Regions from separate parts of the Mus musculus genome. Here all the other regions are linked to region 4. Evidence: chromatin contacts called from public Hi-C, HiChIP or PLAC-seq and Micro-C data. All regions are on one chromosome and are shown on one strand. The core of a region is the stretch at or near the end of the contact, and the rest is flanking DNA. Distances in the headings are between cores, read along the strand shown.

What was found. Hi-C and Micro-C count contacts between places; a contact is called where the count stands out from the background. HiChIP or PLAC-seq counts read pairs in DNA pulled down with a chosen protein or histone mark.
Region 1: a Micro-C map of the G1E-ER4 cell line shows a contact between it and region 4, with 2.3 times the contacts expected there. The contact joins the enhancer-like site here to the promoter of Trim45 in region 4. A contact is called at or near these places in 2 of 484 Hi-C or Micro-C datasets (the G1E-ER4 cell line and mammary gland), 3 of 115 datasets of contacts at active chromatin or transcription factors (embryonic stem cells, extraembryonic endoderm stem cells and trophoblast stem cells) and 1 of 9 other capture datasets (embryonic stem cells).
Region 2: an H3K27ac HiChIP or PLAC-seq map of extraembryonic endoderm stem cells shows a contact between it and region 4. The contact joins the enhancer-like site here to the promoter of Trim45 in region 4. A contact is called at or near these places in 1 of 484 Hi-C or Micro-C datasets (embryonic stem cells), 6 of 115 datasets of contacts at active chromatin or transcription factors (embryonic stem cells, extraembryonic endoderm stem cells, stem cell-derived neural progenitor cells and 1 more) and 1 of 9 other capture datasets (embryonic stem cells).
Region 3: a contact with region 4 is called in a Hi-C map of the G1E-ER4 cell line, with 1.8 times the contacts expected there. The contact joins the enhancer-like site here to the promoter of Trim45 in region 4. A contact is called at or near these places in 10 of 484 Hi-C or Micro-C datasets (the 63-12 cell line, B cells, the Ba/F3 cell line and 7 more), 9 of 115 datasets of contacts at active chromatin or transcription factors (the 230-238 cell line, bone marrow-derived macrophages, embryonic stem cells and 3 more) and 2 of 9 other capture datasets (adipose tissue and liver).

Annotation. Positions count from the first base shown.
Region 1 is chr3:100,792,313-100,795,521 of GRCm38.p6, reverse strand. No RefSeq gene overlaps it. Among named protein-coding and RNA genes, the nearest start is that of Gm40107, 24 kb to the left of the region's middle. Within about 2 kb of position 1,896, at least 9 of the 459 cell types and tissues checked have an H3K27ac peak or open chromatin away from gene starts, as enhancers often do. A contact at or near this core is called in the G1E-ER4 cell line, where this site is marked.
Region 2 is chr3:100,747,521-100,750,865 of GRCm38.p6, reverse strand. No RefSeq gene overlaps it. Among named protein-coding and RNA genes, the nearest start is that of Gm43464, 57 kb to the right of the region's middle. Within about 2 kb of position 1,960, at least 22 of the 459 cell types and tissues checked have an H3K27ac peak or open chromatin away from gene starts, as enhancers often do. A contact at or near this core is called in extraembryonic endoderm stem cells, where this site is marked.
Region 3 is chr3:100,701,585-100,704,570 of GRCm38.p6, reverse strand. No RefSeq gene overlaps it. Among named protein-coding and RNA genes, the nearest start is that of Gm43464, 11 kb to the right of the region's middle. Within about 2 kb of position 1,285, at least 62 of the 459 cell types and tissues checked have an H3K27ac peak or open chromatin away from gene starts, as enhancers often do. A contact at or near this core is called in the 230-238 cell line, the 63-12 cell line, B cells and 4 more, where this site is marked.
Region 4 is chr3:100,920,874-100,923,869 of GRCm38.p6, reverse strand. It overlaps Trim45 (tripartite motif-containing 45), which reads right to left and starts at 1,377. Exons shown (of 6, transcript NM_194343.2): 1 at 471-1,377. The coding sequence starts at 958.

The DNA.
Region 1 (3,209 bases), core at 647-3,146, 130 kb after region 4:
AGCTGTTTTCAAATCAAGACCTTTAGCAAACAAAAGTCATGGTGACTTCCCTAAGGGAATCTGTTCATTGCTACACAGGAAGGCCTGAGCATGCTCAGTTAAACAGCTCGTGCTACACCTGCACCACAAAGATTTAGCTGAAAATAAATGCAAAGTCACTTTGAAGGTGCACTAATCTATGAATCTACCCTTAGGTTCCTGTCTCATTCAGCTGCTCTCTCCAAACTTCCAGCCCCTCAGTAGGTTAAGGGGGACGGGTCACATGAGGACAGGAGTTAGAGATCAGCAAGAGTACAGCTAAACTGGATACTAGGGGCTTCCTAGGAACCATAGCGAGAGGTATCAGGAACACTAAGACTGCGTCTTCTGCTTCCACCCAGCTCCCATCCCATCACACAGCTCACCTCTTACATGTTCAACTGTTTCTTCCTCCAAACAATAATCTGGGGACCTCCCTCACGGTCCACAAGTATCATCACCAGCCATCTGTGTCACTTCTTTTCAGATGTGTCCCCATGCTACTCACTCTGGACCAGTTCACTAGCCTCCCGATTGCCCTCTCTTCTACTTATAAGCTCCATGTAATGTTCTATAAGGACCCAGGGGCCCTTTCATGTCGCGCTCCTACTCAAAGCCCCCGTGAGTTTCCTTACACATCGAGACTGAGTTCGCTAATGCACCAGGACCCTTACTGTGGCCTTCAGCACCATGATGAAGAAGCCACTCCTCTCCACCCAGTCCTGCTTGCTTTTCTGACCTCTTCACCATTGTTCTCATTTTAACTGTGCTCCAGGCCTGGGCCTGGAGCCTTCCTTCAATCAGAATCAATACACAACCTTCCCCTGCGTGGGGAGCTCTCCTTCCAGATCTCTCTCGAAACTCTCCACCTTCCTGTTTCTACTCGAATGTCCTGTCCTCAGAGATTTTTTTCTTCTTTTTTAATTAAAATTTTTATTGATTCTTTGTGAATTTCATATCATCTACCCCAACTTCATTCGTTTCCCCATCCCTTCATATCCACTCTCTGCCCTTGTAACCTTCCCCACAAAACAAAACAAAACAAAACAAAACAAAACAAAACAAAACAAAAAAAACCCATCTCACCGTGGAGACTGCAGTATGTCACAGTGTGTCATACGAGTATGCCTCTTTGCCCACACAGCTTTACCTACAAGTGTTCATTGCAATGAGTCTTTGGCCTGGTTCGAAGCCTCTGGCTTCTGCTACACTATCAATACTGGATCCTCACCAGGACTCATCTTGGACATCCTACTATTGCCTGTGTCATGGAGAACTGAAGCTTTGGGTCTGCAGGACTGAGCCCCTCAGGAACTCCAGCAGCTCATAGATGGGGTAGATGTTAGGGTGGGCCAACTCAGAGCCCTGGATCTGGGCCTGGGGGGGGGAAGCTGAGTAGGTCAGCCCACCCACCAGCTCTCCCATGCCCATACCATCAGAACCAACTGTCCCATTTTACCCAGTTAAGGGCCAAGGCCAGATCTTCCATGTTTATGCCCTTTCAGTCAGCTCACTGTTGCTCAGGAGAGACGTGGGGCCTGCACTCCCAAGTGCTGCAGCTGGAAAGGGACAGGGCTAGCTCTCTCAAGAAACATCTGCATGGCCTTTCAGGGTAACAGGAGTCTCAGACATCAACACAGACCCTGGAGACCTGGATGTCATTACGGCCTCAAGTGGCGGCACAGGTCACTCATATCAGTACAGCCTTCAGACATCCACGTGATCTCAAGCGGCAGCCCAGACATGGCCTTTAGTGGTAACTCAGGCCACTGACATGACACAGACCTCAGCTATGGCAAGACCACAGTCTGAGACGTGGCCCTCAGAAGCAACCTGGGCCAGAACACCATCATAGCCTCAGGTGGTTAAGCAGGCTCCTCACCACCATTGTGTCTCTAGTTCCTCTGCTCTCCACAGTGCACTAACCACTAGATTCACACTCTCTCCAATCTCTCCATTATGTACTTCCTCTTTCTCCTATCTCTATCACACATCCACCCATCATAATGGCGTCAGATGCTTGGATATCTCTCATGTGGCCACCTGGCCTTGATTGCCACAGGATGGGCACTTGGGTATTTCTCTTTTTCTTCTTTTTTTAGAGAATTTCTTACTTAACCAATCTTTTCAACTCTCACCATCCCAAATCCCAGTTGCTCTCTAGATTTATCCTGTTTGAGTTTCACTTTGGCTTATAAAAATTGATAACATTTATTCATATGTTCATTTGTCAAATGTGTACATAATTTTGCACTAGAATGTAAGTTCCAAAAATCTTTGTTGAGAGAATAGAGACTTTCATAGCTCACAGTAGGAGCTTTGCCTCAGGATTCTCCTCTTTTTCCTGGCCCCTGGCTACAGAAGATTCACAAAGGGACAACTTCAGGCACCTCTGTTCTATTAACACTGTCTTGGTGACCTCTGTTTCCACTGCAGCGCTCCTCAGGTATAGCAAATGTCCACAGTCAGGGGGAAAGCCCGTGTCCAGACCCTCCAGCGACACTATATGTTCAGAATCCCATGCTCTGCACTGAGTGTGACTGGCACTCTGCACACTGTAAGCCTGAGTTCTTGGGCTTTTTTTTTTCCTCCCATCTGTGCCTCCGCCTCATTTCTACAGATCCCCAAGGTTGGCTGATTCTGCTTCCTGAACAACTTTCAAATCTGGAGCTTTGCCTGCATTTGCAGTCTTATACCTGGCTCAACTTTCAGACATCATTTAAGCCACCTCCGCTGCTACTGCACTAAGCAAAGCCTGTGCTTTCTCCACAACACAGCAACCCATAACACAGCGAACCCATGCCACATCTCCTTCCTAAAGCCATCCACGGCTCTCTTCCCCTCTGGAGCTGGACTCTCCACCCCATAGATCACACACCGACTTCTCTGGCATTTTTTCTTTCTTGGCTGAACTTGTACCCATCCCCCTTGATTCCCAAAGCATTCTGTCATCTGAGGCTTGTGTTCACTTTACTTTTATTACAGTTATTTATTCATCTGTCTTATTTCCTCCCATTTATAACTTCCATGAATGCAGGAAATGTGATTTACTCTCCATCACGCCCTTCAAAGCACTTAGCCCAATGGTTGATACTCAACAAATGTTTATTGAATAAATGATTGAGTTCACATTTGGTTCAAAATATACTTAATCATTTTCTGTTTTTTCCTCTTGCTGTAGTTAAAGTAGA
Region 2 (3,345 bases), core at 711-3,210, 170 kb after region 4:
AAAGCCCAATAATGGCAGGCACCCCTGTGAGGAATTTTGTTGTTGCTCCTTAATATAAAGTTGGAAGACCTACTTCTAATCTGAATCTTTGAGTTAGGAAGAATTTGACACAGATCTTGAGGCAGGGGAAGGACCCACTCTTTTAATCTGGGTCACACCCTCTGCTGGGAACTCATATAAGGACAATGGAGAAGGCAGTTTTGTTCTTTGCCTGCTTTCCCTCACCTTGCTAGCACATCTATTCCTTCACTGACATTGGAGCCTATGTCTTTGGGATTCTAGCATATACTAAAGAGCAGCTGAGACATATAGCCTCATGGATTGAGCAGCCTGGATTTTCTTAGCTATTCATGGTCAGCCATTGTTAGATTAGCTGGACCACAGTCTGTAAGTCATTCTAACAAATTTCATTCATTCATTCATATATATATATATATATATATATATATATATATATGTATACACACACACACACACACACACACACACACACACATATATATATATCAATCACCAGGGCATAGAAGAAATCACACGTAAGCAAAAACAAAGTCCACAGTGTATAAAGCTCAGTGTCGAGGGTTGGTCACAGTGGCATATGCTTTTAATCTTAGCACTGGGGAGGCAGAGGCAGGTGGATCTATCTCTATGAGTTTGAGGCCCGTCTAGTCTACGTAGTGAGTTCCAGGACAGCCAGGGTTATATAGTGAGACTTTGTCAGGAAACAACCCAAAATACCTCAGTGTTCAATGTCTGAGACTTATTCATGATCCTCTGGGACCAAAAGAGATTGAGAAGTCCCACCTTGGTGGCTCTGCCATCCTTGTCACCTACAGCATGTCTTGTAGGCTCAAACCCTCACCACAGCTGTCCTTGGCAGATACCGCATGGTTGTGGCATCTCTAATATCCTGCAGGCCTCCCTGCAGCTGAGGTTGCACTTCCTTCCACCAATGGCCGCACCTGGCCTGCCTTCAGGGTCTCTACCCCAGAACAGAGCATGAACCTTCAGCTGCTCTCATGACTCCTTCGAGAATTTAAAACCAGTTCCATGTGGGAGATGCTTGCACATCTGCCACGTTCTTGCAATATACCTACAACCTTGACTGCCAGGTTCTGAGTGCTGGCCTTGGGGAAACACAGCTCAGATTTTTGCCTCAGTGATACTGGGCTTTTAATCACAGCTGATGTTTCAGCCCCAGCTAATCAGCAATATATCTCACTTTCAAGACTGCTAACTGAAAACACATCACATGGTAGAGTCTTTGAGGTAATTCTCAAATGTCACAAGGCAGGCCTCCATCACGTGTGTTTCTCTCAATCACCTTCCAAGGTCCCACAGAACAGCTCCAAGCACCCCCCAACAGCAAGGTCATGTTTATGACAGCAACATCACAGCATCACTCTCTGGAACCTTGAACATTTGCAGAGCAACAGTTCTCATAAGAGAAGAGGTAGTTCACATTTCCATGAGCGAGCTTCTCCCTGTGACCCCCCTCCTTTCAGAAGTGTAGCATAGATTGTTAGATTCGAGAGCATTGACTTTTGTTCTTTCTGTTTTCCAACCGTCTCTACTGCCCATACCTAGAGGTCTGCAGCTTGCTTGCGACCCGGAGTTCACAGCTGGGGAGGATAGGAAACATTCAGACATGGAAGTCAAATGGCAGCCTGTGGCGCTCGAGATAGGTTTGCCAGGATGGAAACGTCAATTTGAGCAGATGTCTTTTCTGTTTCGATCATATAATTTTGGTTGTCAGAGTGTAGGAGGTTTAGCAAGAGCTTTAAATCCAATAGAGAAGGAATCAGGAACATAAGAAAGACACTTAATAATTCATCAAGAAATAAATGCGTCTCCATCCTTTACGGCAAAGATACTTTAAAAATCAGTGCTGACAGCTCCGGTTGCTAACAGCGACGCCATGCCAGAGTTGTTTTGTAAGCAGATGAGTTGGCTAAAACCAGCTTATTGCCTCATACTTCAGCGAAGGAACAGTTGAATCAGTTGGCTGGCTTCAATGTTGGGACCTGCCACTTCTTAGCAATGTGACCATTTACCTATAAAACAGAGCATCTAAAAGTGCCACCTAATAAGCTAAGTAGGATGTGGATAAGGAATATACAAATGATTTAGCTAGGGCCTAGCACATAGCAGGTGTTCAATAAAAATTAGTCTTTCATTCTGCTTAAGTACTTTAAAAGTTTACCGTCTCTAAAACTTAGTTTAAATTTCTATTTCTTTGGGAGTGGGTTGCAGAGAACTTGTGGAGATCAGAGGATGGCTTGGGTAAGTCAATTCTTTATTTCCACCACATGGGTCCCTGTGGTAGCTTGGCAGCAAGTGCCTTTACTCAGTGAGCTGTCTCATTGACTGACCCACACTTTCCCTTCTTAACTAGGCTAATCCTCTTAGAATACCTTTCAACAAATTCTGTCTTCACAGACTAAGCAAATTTTAATCAATGCCCAGTGAAATCATCCTAAACTCCATGTTTTGGGGTGCCTCGATAAAAGACTTATTAACCTTCTGTTAATAATATTCCTCTCCATCTTGACAGATAGTTGCAAATGGATGTGGCTTAATAAAAATGTAAAAGTTGTCATACCCAAGCGGGACCTTTATCTGAGGTGTGATGACAGCTAAGAAGTGGCCTGCAAAAATAGCTCTGTCCTCACTTCGCACTCCTTGTTCTAGGGGCGCCTTCATGTCGTCCTGACAGACAGGCCTGCCCCCTGCAGACCCAGGATCCTAGTCTGCTGCACACATCCCCAACATAACTGCCAGCTGAGTTCTAATTGCAGAATCTTCATTACCAGGGATGATTGAAACTATAAAAAGAAGCCAGCTGAATTTTTCCACATCCTGCTGGGTGAGCACAGGCCAGCTCTCAGGTCCCTGCCCTCCTTCTACCAGCAAATGTGTGTGTGCGTGTGTGTGCGTGTGTGTGTGTGTGTGTGTGTGTGTGTGTGTGTGTTTCTGACTTCAATAGGAACCACTAAGCAATTGATAAATACTGTCTCTTTTCTCCTTGAAACCTTCCTCTTCAGGAGGTAATCTGAAAACGTAGACAAGTACCTCGGGCCTTCCTGGAAGCTAGAGACAAGAGGTTAATTTTTAACCCCATGGATCCCCAGAGTCACCTAGAACTAAGTGGTAGTAGAGAAAGAGAGTAGATCTTTCCTCTGCCTCCCAGGCCTTTGTGACTGCTATTAAAAGCCATCTGTAAATGAGCCTTTTCTGTTCGTCATTCCGGTGAGCGAGCCGTTAAAGCTCCCGCTGAGCTGGAGCAGAAGGTTCCGAGTTAATTGCAATAAAGGAGGTTTCCAGACGGCAAAGGACACCAAGCAA
Region 3 (2,986 bases), core at 36-2,535, 220 kb after region 4:
CCTTTTCCTGTAAGCTTGTTCTGTTATTTAGTAGCCTCTTGGATCTGCTGTTTCTCTCAGTGAGGAAACTTGCTGGCACCTGCATGCCTAAATGAGCGGAGACGGGCGTGCCCTCCCACCCGTGCTGAGAGTCTGAGACCTGCAAGCCTGACGTCACGTGACCCAGCAGGCCCTCTCCCTCTCCTCCGGATTCCTCTGGTTTATAGCTTAACTAGGGACCAAGCCGGGAGTGGTGGCGCACGCCTTTTATCCCAGCACTTGGGAGGCAGAGGCAGGCGAATTTCTGAATTCGAGGCCAGCCAGGTCTACAGAGTGAGTCCCAGGACAGCCAGAAACCCTGTCTCGAAAAAAACCAAAAAATAAAACAAACAAACAACCCAAAAAACAAACAACAAATAAACAAACCAAAAAAACTAGTGACGGGGAATCTTAGCCTCCCAAGCCAGACTCAAAACATCAGAGAGATGAGTCCAAGCTAGTCAGATAGTCTGACTTCCTACTAAGTCTAGTCCCTCCATTGTTTCAATGGCAATCCCAAGTCTTCTCGTTTCTGAAGTGGAAACAACCAGGTTGTAAGAAGCATAGGTGAGAGCCAAAGTTAACTGCTAGGTATATATACTTAATTCTAAACAAATACAAACGATTATCAGTGAAGGCAAACAAACGTGAAATTTTCAAATGTGACCGGTGACTCCGGTATCTTTGAATCAGTTTCTTGAATGAGTAATTGGTGCGCAGGTTTAGCTTAGCTTTAAAATACATCTTTTACTTCAATTTAGTTCTACAATTGTTGGTTTTGTGCAGAGTTAAACTCTGTACAGAGGAGCAGGCATGAAGGCAAGCTCCCAGCTGAGCGTTTTTGCTATATACTTCTCCTGGCCTCTACAAGTTGTCTAATGAATATTTATGACTCAGTACTAATACATGTCAGACTCTGAGAGCTGCAGCACAGTATCCTCTGCCCTTTCATCCCGTCTCTCCTGTGTTCTGGGGTCTTGATACTGACAATTATGACTGTAACATCTATTTTTATTAAATGAGAAAGGGACAAAATTAGGGAAATGAAAGGCTTGGGTGCGCTTGGCTCGACTGCTTTTTAAAACGCCTATTAACTATTAACGTTAACTTTGTTCTGGGCATTCTGCCAGCTGCTTTTCTCATTGCTCTATCTTTTAGTCATTTCAAGAACATAAAAGGAAGTTATTTCGGCTGAGGATCTGAGAAGTTATTCGGTCTGTTCTAAGCTAAACAGCTTGAAGTGGTAGAGTCCTCAGCTATCAATAGCTGGGCTGTCTATTTTCATGTCCCAAATATTGTTGGAGGGCCCGCTATGTGTCATTCACTTTGCTAGGCTCTAAGGGCACAGTGAAGGAAACAGCCCTCCTGGTTCTCGTAAGGCTGCCAGTTTAGCAAGGAAGGCTGAAGGTAGATAGGCTGTGGCAATTGAGCATCACCACATAGAGCGTGTGGGGAGGTAGGTCTTGCAGGCAGGAAGGGCTTGCAGAGGCTCAGGGGTAGGAAAGATCGAGGGGCCTCTGGAGATCTGCAAGGAATTTGCTGCCCATTAGAGCATTCTAATCAAGGCACCAGCGGCAGAGTACCTCGTGAGCTCTCAGGAGGGGCCATTTCCTCTCTCTGGGTAAGTTAGACCTAGCATGAGTTTACTTGAAGTATTGTGCTGCTAAGGCTCTCCCATGTTTCACAGAGTAGTAATAAGGGGCTCCGGGATGACTGTGTTCATTTCTATAATTAGAGGTTTTCTAAAAGAGATGGAATGTAAAGACTCTTCACCGTTGTTCCTTTTTCTTGGCCCCCATCATGAGTGGAAGGGCAGCTTTGACTGGGTTAGAGAGCATTTAGAGTAACATGTAGAGTTTGTGTGTGTGTGTGTGTGTGTGTGTGTGTGTGTGTGTGTGTGTGTGTGTGTTTATGATGCAGAGTAAGATTTAGGTGTGTGTTGTTGACACAAATCTCTCCTAATAATATCAGTATATTGATACTTGTCCCAGGCTGTGTCTTTGAGCTATATAGGTTTTAACTGTTCATTGGTCCTTATAACCCTAGGAAGTAGGATCAACTATGTCTAGTGATTCCCAGGAGGAAACTGAGGCACAGATATATTAAGATATTAAGATTGTGTTCATACAAAAAGTTGGCAGCAGAGCTCAACTTTTTTGTTTGTTTGTTTTTGTTTTTGTTTCTGAGACAGGGTTTCTCTGTATAGCCCTGGCTGTCCTGGAACTCACTTTGTAGACCAGGCTGGCCTCGAACTCAGAAGTCTGCCTGCCTCTGCCTCCCAAGTGCTGGGATTAAAGGCGTGTGCCACCACTCCCGGCTAGAGCTTAATATTTAAAGCTGGGACTGTGTGGCCTCAAGTGGTTACTCTTGACAGTTGGTAGTGTGGTATAAGACGTTCATGAAACCATTACTGCCAATTATTAAATGTAAGTCTTGGTTCTTTGTATTGTTGTTCATTTATGGACAGTCTCATGGGTAATTCCTCCATCCCAGATGTTAGAGCTTATGACTGTCAGTGGTCAGAAAACCAAGGTGCCCATTCCACCTTTGGCAGCTACTAAGAGTAGAGTGCTGCCTGTGGTTGGTGGTACTTGTCACCTAAGCCTGAAAACTAACTTCTCCTCAGAGGCCTCCAGAAAGGTTTAAGATGGGTGGTGCTATCATTGGCAGTTGTATGTTTCTAATGAAGCACTGTAGGGTTCGTTATGTGACCAGGTTCCATCCCAGATTCTAATCTATGGGTAACTTAGAGTAGGGAATGTGGAGATGTAAAAACAAGACAAACTCCATGTCTGAATGTGACATAGAGATAAAAAGGTCTTGTTAACAGAGAAAATGAAGAATTCCTGGCATCATCCATGAGGATGAGGATGATGATGGTGATGGTGACGACGACGATGATGATTGATGATGATGCAGTTGAATCAAAGACTAGAAATGCTTCCATAAACTTAACTGCCCCAACCCT
Region 4 (2,996 bases), core at 128-2,627:
AGGTCTGAACTGAGGATTCGGTTCAGTTACATGATTACCAGCTGTGGGACTTGGGCGAAACACAAACCACTGCTGGGCTTCCATCTCCTCATTTACTAAAGAGGGGTGAAGTAGCACCCACCTTTCGGTAAGAGTTACAATGATCAGATGAGATCAAGCGCAGGGTGTATGCTAGCACAGTAATCCTCTCTCCAGCACACGGTCCGTTTTCAATAGATTAAACAATTGGTGATAGAAGAAAACTCAAGGTGCTCTATAAACCGAAACCTGCCCTGCTTTTGTTACTACAGCTATCAGGTCAGCGGTGCTAACCTCCGTTCTAGAGCTTGCGATCTGTTTGCACAGTGTTCTTTGCACTTTGACAGTGTCTGCGAAAGCCTTCTTTTTGACCTGCTCACCAAAGGGATCTGTGTCTTGCTTTCTTTGCACTCTACTCTTACGCCACAATAAACGGGGTACTCCCTCTTTACCTATGAGCCTGGCAGCAGAAGTGGCAGAGATTGGCTTTGCAGGTCTGACACCTCTTCTCTACTTCTCTGTCGCTGCACAGGTCACACACCAGGCCCTGGCCTTCCCCACGCAGGTTCTCCAGCAGCACATCATTCATGGCCAGGTGGTCTACCGTTAAAGCCTTCACTCCACCCAAGGGCAGGTCCACTTGAGCATCACATACCGGACAGAGGATGCCGATCTGTGGCTGCAGGCTACATAACTCGGGGTCCTGGAATACTGACCCCTCAGAGCTTGTATCTGAGTCACCCCCACGGATGTCCACTACTGAGAATGGATCCAGCTTTTCCAGACACGTGGTGCACACTGTGTGCAAGCAAGGCAAGAGCCTGGGGACTTTGAAAAGCCTCAGACATGTAGGACAATGAGTCTTGCCTGAGCTTCCAGACGCGTTCGCATCTTGGAGTTTGTGCACGAAACCCAGAAGCGGCTTCCTGATTTCTGACATCTTCCCCACGTATGTACCCAGTATCACAAAAGGCCCTGCGCAGTCCTCTAATGCAGGTTAGATTTACTCAAAGACAGAGTTCCAAGATCTTGAACACTGACCATGAGGACTCTCGTGTTGCCAAGTAAAAGGACAACCAGAAAGAGAACGCCTCTGAGGAACCATCCACAGATCTCCGGATTTGTGGTTTGGCCCTTCCTTTCCACTGCATCCCACACCAGTCACAGCCACACCCTCCTGGATCACCCACATCGTCCTCCTCGCAAGCGCTTCTAGAGCTAGTCCCCAGCTAATTCTGCCACCACCACCCTGACCCCAGCATTTCTTGTCCTCCAAGGTCACCCTCCCTCCCGCCCCCACCACGCCACAAGCGCGCCCTCCGGGCGATGAGGTAGTGGGTCCTCGGGCTCTCCCAGAGTGAGGGGCCAGGGGCAGCCGCCTCTCTGGTTTGCCTAGGAGGCCCTAGAGCCGTCGCCCCGCCTCACACCAATCCCAGACCAGGATTCTCCGAAGAATCCAATCACCGTCCGAAAGGGGCGGGCCTCGCAGTTCGGAGCCATGTCGTCCTCCAGAGTGACATCACTGTCATCCAATAAGTTCAGCAAGGTCCACATCCTCGCCGGCCACTCGCGCGGCGAAAGGAGAGGGAGCAAGGGAGGGCCTCGTGCAGAACCGGGAGGAGGAGTCTGGGAGTGAGCGGCGTAATGTGGTTGGCGTCACGAATGTGAGCTCCTGCCGCCGGAGAGGCCTCTGGATCGTTGAAAAGCCTGCGCTGAGGCTCCACCCCAAACTCAGATAGGGTTCTCCCATTGGTGCGTGGTACTGTCAGTCGGCCGAGGTGTAGCCCGAAGCATTCTGGAAGTTGTAGGCAGGCTCTCGGTTGCAGAGGCTATAGCGAATCAGCGGCCACCGGGTCAGTTTCCTTTCTGGGTTTTCCAAGTATTTTTTCTGCCCTGGAATCTCTTACGTACAGCGTGCTCGGAACCAGAACCCTCTCAGCTGGCTAGCTTCTGGCATTTTCCAGGGCAAGGGTACCTCCGTGTCTGGTTCCAGAACTAAACTTAACTGAAAAGTTTAGAACTGCTGCTCCGCGGAGCTCCACTGAGTTTCCCGGGTGGAAGCTGCTTTGAATCATTCAAGACCAAGACCGGAGAGACACACCTCACCAGAATTCTACAGTAACAGAAGTTGTCAGGGTTGCGGGGGGTGGCCTACAGAGCAAGTTTGGCATTTGTTTTTACAATCAAGGGGAGCTCCTGGTTGGTCACAATGGGGCAGTGGAGGATGTCACTGGGACAAGTCCCTTGTAGGTCCGACTAGTTAAAAAGTTGGGCACACCTGGTCCCTGAGCATAATTATTTCTTTGACGCCTTAAAGAATTTGCCAAGAGTCTCAGATTCATTCATTTGGAGACTGTTTCCTACACATGGGGTCTAAGGCACTGACTGATCTCTGAATCCAAAAATTGTAATAGCATGGCTCCGTAGTTGCTATCTGTTCCCATTCTTCAGATGCGTAAGCCTCTGTCTATCTCACTGTTTTCCTTTACAGTCTTCCATATATGATTTCAACCCATGCATCACTGTTTCAGGGACCTCTTTATTAGAGATGTCATAGTATAGGCATAGCTGTCGAAGCCTATGCTTTTACGAAGTATGGGCCTTCGGTGGAAAGAGCCCCAAACTATGAAAAGATGAAATTAAAAGAAAAAAAAAGAATTATCTGACTCTTCGTAAAATATGTTAAAGTAGAGATGTAGCTCACTGATCCAGTATTTGCTTAGTATGTTGAGACTCTGGGTTCTGTCTGTGGTACACGTGTGAACACAGACACCACACACACACACACACACACACACACACACACACACACACACACACAGGTCTGATTTGGTCTTTATTGTGAGGGTCTCGAGAGCTGGTTCTAACTTTAGCATAAGTAAAAACGTTATCTGCTAATGAATGGCTCAAAAGCCATTTTTACATAACAGTCACATGACCTCCCAGTGTAAGGAGTCGGCAAAGGTCTTAAAAGTGAA